2 separate regions of the Rattus norvegicus genome follow, and region 1 is linked to region 2. A link is a contact called in public Hi-C data. All regions are on one chromosome and are shown on one strand. The core of a region is the stretch at or near the end of the contact, and the rest is flanking DNA. Distances in the headings are between cores, read along the strand shown.

Region 1 (2,700 bases), core at 135-2,634, 200 kb after region 2:
GTTATTTGAGAAAATCAAACAGATAAACTCTTAGCCAGACAAACCAGAGGGCACAGAGACAGCATCCAAATTAACAAAATCAGAAATCAAAAGGGAGGCATAACAACAGAATCTGAAGAAACTCAAAAAAAATTATCAGATCCTACTACTAAAGTGTATACTCAACAAAACTGGAAAATCTGGATGAAATGGACAATTTTCCAGACAGATACCAGGTACCTAAGTGAAATCAGATAAACCATGAAAACAGTCCTATAACTCCTAAAGAAATAGCTAAGTCCTACGGCCCCCTAAGACCGAAGTGTGCCCTGAAGTGTTTAAGTTAAGAAAGGCTGGGCATGGTTTCCGAGGTTTCCTGTGAATGTGTATCTGATCTGGATCTGGTGTCCAGCAGTTCTCTGCAAAAGAAAATGGAGCCAGATGCAGTGACAGCATCTGGAGTCCTGGGTGGTCTAGAGACTGAGGGAAGAGGATCACTTGAACCTTGTAGTATATCCCAGCCTGATAGAGGGAGGGAGGGAGGGAGGGAGGGAGGGAGGGAGGGAGGGAAGGAGGGAGGGAGGGAGGGAGGGAAGGAGGGAGGGAGGGAAAGAGGGAGAAAGCTTTAAGAAGGATTTGGTCAGAATTAATCAGGAATCCCTGTAGCAAATCATTTTTGTTCTGGACGTGGATCCTAGCAACGCCTTGCTGCTACTGTTTGGTACCCACCACATCCAGCCTCAGCCTTTTCTCCCCTTGGTTCAGGAGCCTCCTTCTGTCTCTTCAGAAGCCTGTGCTCAGTCGCAAGAGCCACACAACCAGCTGCACGACTTAAACTATGCTGGTCTGAAAACCCTGGGGCGATCTTGCCCACGACCCGATCTTCAAAGCCCAGCCTCTTGCCTGGACCTTGGACACCTTCCCATCTAGGAGGCAGATCTCCGCCATTCCTCCATGTGGTGCAGCAGAAGCTACGAATCTGCCTAAAATTGGACCCTTGCTCCGATATTGACCCTCTAAGAGATCAGCTTACTCCTCCATCTGTCTATGTGGGGAACCCTAACCTAGCATCCACCAACTGTGCGAAAGTCTTCAGCTCCACATCTCCTTGCACATAAACCAATCAGTAATCCCCCATTTTGTTGTTTCATCTGTTTGTTTTTTGTCTCTAATTTTGAATGCAACACTGTAGGTATTCTAAGTATAAGAAGTGCAAGCTTATTTCCTCACAAGCACACGCAACATTAAATATGCCTGGGAATCCCTTCTGTTTTAATTTGAAGCCCTTGGGTTTTGTTTGATCATAAACAATACTTAATTCGTGGTGGGCAGTCTGACGCGGGTCTGTGCATGGCGCATGGCCATCAGTGGGCAACCCTGTCTGCATCACAGCTTAAGGTGCCCACATCACCAGTCAAAATTCAGTTTGGCATCACTTCCTAGATGTGTGAAAATTCCATGCTTCTGAATATGAGTGGACCCCTGGCCATTTCTAAGGACTGAATGTGGCCCTTAATGTTTCAGAGATAATGGGTCCTGTGTTTGGTGTTCAGACTCTATGTCTCAAAGGGGAGCTTTGTCTGCTTAACATGAAAAAAAATTAGCTTCTGTATTTATTAGGAAAAGAACGGCAGCCCACACTCAAAAGAAACCACCCCTGACAGTGTTAAGTTAAAAGAGCCCATCATAGTGGGGAGCAGGAAGCAGAGATCTTACATCATCAAGTGAAGGCATGAAGCAAAGAGATTGAACAGGGGGGTGGCATGAGACTGTAAATGCTCTATAAGGTCTAGGATCCAGGTCTGCTGAGATGGTTCAGCAGGTAGAGACACTAGCCTGGTGACCTGAATTCTATCCCAAGGATCTACATGGTGGAAGGAGAGAGTTTAATCCCACAAGTTGTCCTCTGACCACACACGTGAACACTGTGACATATGAATACCCCTCTCACACAACATAAACAATACTCGTGTGTGTGTGTGTGTGTATGCATGTGTGTTCCAAAAATGAGAGAAAACAAGCAATATTTGCCTCTCTCAGTTTGGCTTCCACTTTGCTTAGTCTGTTGCTCTCCAGTTGTATCCATTTTCTAATGCATGACATAATTTCTCTCTTCCTTATGGCTGAATAAAGAATTTTCTGTTCTTTGAAGGCAAAGTGGTATCCTGTTGTACAACCCATAATGCACTTGGGTTGTACAACACTTGGGTCAGTTCCATGGCTGCGTAGTGTTATAATTAATTTGGGTGATCAAGCACATCTCTTCAACAAACTGATTTCAAATCCTTTGGAAATGAGCTCAGAAGTAGGATTTGCTGGGTTACAGCAGTTATATCGTTCTTCTTTTGAGGAACCTCCCTACGGTCCTCTAAAATGACTGTACTTTTAGAGTAGTCTGTTAAGCAACATATTCTAAGCATGATTCGAAACACTAAAAAAAAAATAGGTCGTACTTCTGTTATTTGATTTATTCCTTTTGTTCAAACAATTCACAAAATTAATCAAAATACTCTCCTGGGAGCTTGGGATCCAGATCAGTGATAGAGTGCACACTAAACATGCACATGGTCCTATGTTTAAATCCCAACACTAACCTTTTCTACGTTTAGAAAAAGCATTCATTCCAGCATGCAACATTTATTGTAATCATTTGAATTTATTTAAATGCCCTTTTCTATTGATGCCATCATGCAAGAAATGGGTTTCCCCCCTTTCTGTGTT
Region 2 (2,700 bases), core at 59-2,558:
ACTGCTTCCCTCTCTTTCTACATTTTTCCTCTCTCAAATTCACACTCATGACCAAAGACAAGGTAAAATAATATAGAATGTTTTAAAATACCGTTTTCATATACTTAGAGCCCTGGAGGTTATTATTATTCATGATGCTGCATCTGGAGAACCCAGGGCAAAAACTAGATGCTATTACATCTGTGTGTTAATGCAGCTGGCTGTGGTGCACGGAGCCTTAAGCGTATTGTTGATCCCTCTTCCTTGGTATTCATTCCATCTGACAAGAGACTGTGTTCTTCCATTTTCTAAGGGTTTGAAACCAGGACTTCACAGTCATGTTAGGTGAGCAAAGGACACACAAAGGATAAACACGCAGCACTGCCGAAAAGAGTAGAGGATCCTGCTTTAATAATTAGCTACCTTCTTCCAGTCGCAGTTAGCAATTTGTATCGATGACGATGTAGATATAAGGTAGCGCTTAAGAGGTATAGATTCAAGTACAGCTTAAGAGTGAAACTTTTCACAAGCCAGCACTCGCTGGAAACCCACATGGAAGAAAGCTCCGTAGGTTTCAAATAAAAAGAAAAAAAGAAGAAGGAGAAGAAGAAGAAGGAGAAGAAGAAGAAGAAGAAGAAGAAGAAGAAGAAGAAGAAGAAGAAGAAGAAGAAGAAGAAGAAGAAGAAGAAGAAGAAGAAGAAGAAGAAACACAGGCAGAAGGAAGAAAGAAGGCGGGAGAAGAGGAAGAAAGAACTAAGAAAAGAGAGAGTCTAGGGCCTCAGCCCGGAGGTAGCAACAAGCCCTGGATACCTCACACCAAAGGCCAAATGGCAGCAAAGAAAACAAGTCTAAAGTTTAAAACCATCCACAGTAAACTCTCCCTTCAGCAGCAAAAAATGACCGATCAACCCATCCAAGCAAAGTCAGGTCCCTCCCCTGCCTTGCATTTCCCAGGTACAGGCTAAGCCTCGGGCGGCTACAAGGAAACTTAAGTTTAAATTCCTTAGACTCAAGGGACGACAAAGTCACTGGTGAGCAGTGAGCTGAGCGCGGGACGCGCGGACACCCGGACCATCTAAGTCCTCCGGGGCGCGACACCAAGAAACTTGGGGAGTCCCTCGCCAGCCCTCTCGCGTCCCCAACCCGACCCAGGTAAGCAACCGGAGGCCACCTACGTGTCACTCGGACGGACCCTGGGGCGCACTGACCTGGCCAAAGGGCAGGAGAGCCGCCGGGGCGGCTGCGGCGACTTCCCTCCCGGGCTGGGTTCCACCGGCTGGTGCGGGAGGCCAGGGCAGCCTCGCCTCCTGCAGGCGGCCTCACACACGCGCGCACACCCACCCACTCCGGGCCCGCGGGCGCGCGCACTCACTGGCGCTCACGCGCACGGCTACAAAGCCGCGGGTGGTGGGACAGTGCAAGCCGATCGCGCCGCAGGGAGGCGGGACGGTCGCCACCCGCGGCGAGGGACACCCGGCTGCCCGTGCCTTTACCTGCAAGGTCCAGCTCTGCAGTTCCCGCAGCCCCCACCCAGGCCAGCCCAACCCAAGCCTCACCCCAGCACAACCCGGAGCCTACGGAGGGCAGCACTGTGCTGGAGGACAAGAGTCACAGTTCTCCGGGCGTCACTGCCGCCCAGTCCCAACTTCCCCGGCTCAAGGAGCAGGCAGGCGGCAGAAGAGGCACGGGTGCCAGCTTCCTTGCCTCTCCGCCTTCTGGCGCTTTCTGCCACATCCACAGAGCACGAGTCATGCCCGCACCCCCAAGCGCCTTTTCCTCCCAAGCCGCTCTTCTCTCCTTACCTGCGTGGCACCCACAGCGACACTGCCTCCGGTGGTCCCCTCCCCCAGTCATTCACAGAATTTCCCGCGCTGCTGCAGGTCGGGGAGGGGGGAGTGGTGAGGGGAGCCTAAGCTTTCCATTCAGTCCCTTCCCGGCGCTCTCTCTACCCGCCACATCAGACACACCCACCTCTGTCACCCCTGCCCCCTCCTGTGCTCACCTTAGAACCCGGCCTCTGGCAGAGCTTTAGTGGACTCCCTGCACCGTGCATTTTCATTTTGTTGCTTTTCCCTCCTCATTTGAAAAGCCCTGGAAACCATCACAGAACCTAGGAAAAACAAGAAAAGAAAAGGGGGGAGGGGCGCTTGGTGTATGGCCTCCTCCGAGTTGAGTTTCTTTAACTTTTTCAGACAACACGAAGTTTCAACCAGCACGGCCCTGTACTTCAGGTCATAGAAAAGAAATGGTTGACTTTGTGCTAAGAGGGTCTATGAATTCCCGCATCTCTGCAACTGCAAATCAAAGCGAGTGTGCCTTTGTGCCCCTAGAGCTATGATTATAAACTTCTCTTCCTCTAGGAGTGTAACTTTCCAAGGGCAAACTATGATTTTCAGAGGGTAATTAAGGGCGGGGAAGGCACACCTGGAGGTGTGGGCGGGAGCAGGACCTAAGAATCGTGTTCTGGAGAATACCAGCTCAGAAGCCTTAACATCAGTCAGTAGAAGATAGGGACACACAGAGAGGACCCTCCAGCCATGCCAGGTCACCCACCTGCTCCACTCCAGGCCCGCAGGGTTTCTGGAGTCATCAGAATTTTCTACTTCAATCCACTGCAAAGTCCTCCACCCATCAAAAGCAGATGCCTGGGAGGGAGTAAAAGCCTGAGGGGCATTTAGGGTTGTGGGACTACAGGACAGCAAGGGAATGAAAGGCAGGGAG

Evidence for each region. A called contact is a pair of places that touch in the nucleus more often than the background predicts.
Region 1: a Hi-C map of Schwann cells shows a contact between it and region 2, with 11 times the contacts expected there. The contact joins the enhancer-like site here to the promoter of Lpar1 in region 2. A contact is called at or near these places in 7 of 12 Hi-C or Micro-C datasets (the A7r5 cell line, the Rat2 cell line, Schwann cells and 4 more).

What each region holds. Positions count from the first base shown.
Region 1 is chr5:78,343,202-78,345,901 of GRCr8, forward strand. No RefSeq gene overlaps it. Among named protein-coding and RNA genes, the nearest start is that of Or2k2, 34 kb to the right of the region's middle. Within about 2 kb of position 1,385, at least 7 of the 93 cell types and tissues checked have an H3K27ac peak or open chromatin away from gene starts, as enhancers often do. A contact at or near this core is called in Schwann cells, where this site is marked.
Region 2 is chr5:78,140,880-78,143,579 of GRCr8, forward strand. Lpar1 (lysophosphatidic acid receptor 1) reads right to left here and starts at 1,309. Exons shown (of 4, transcript NM_053936.4): 1 at 1,188-1,309.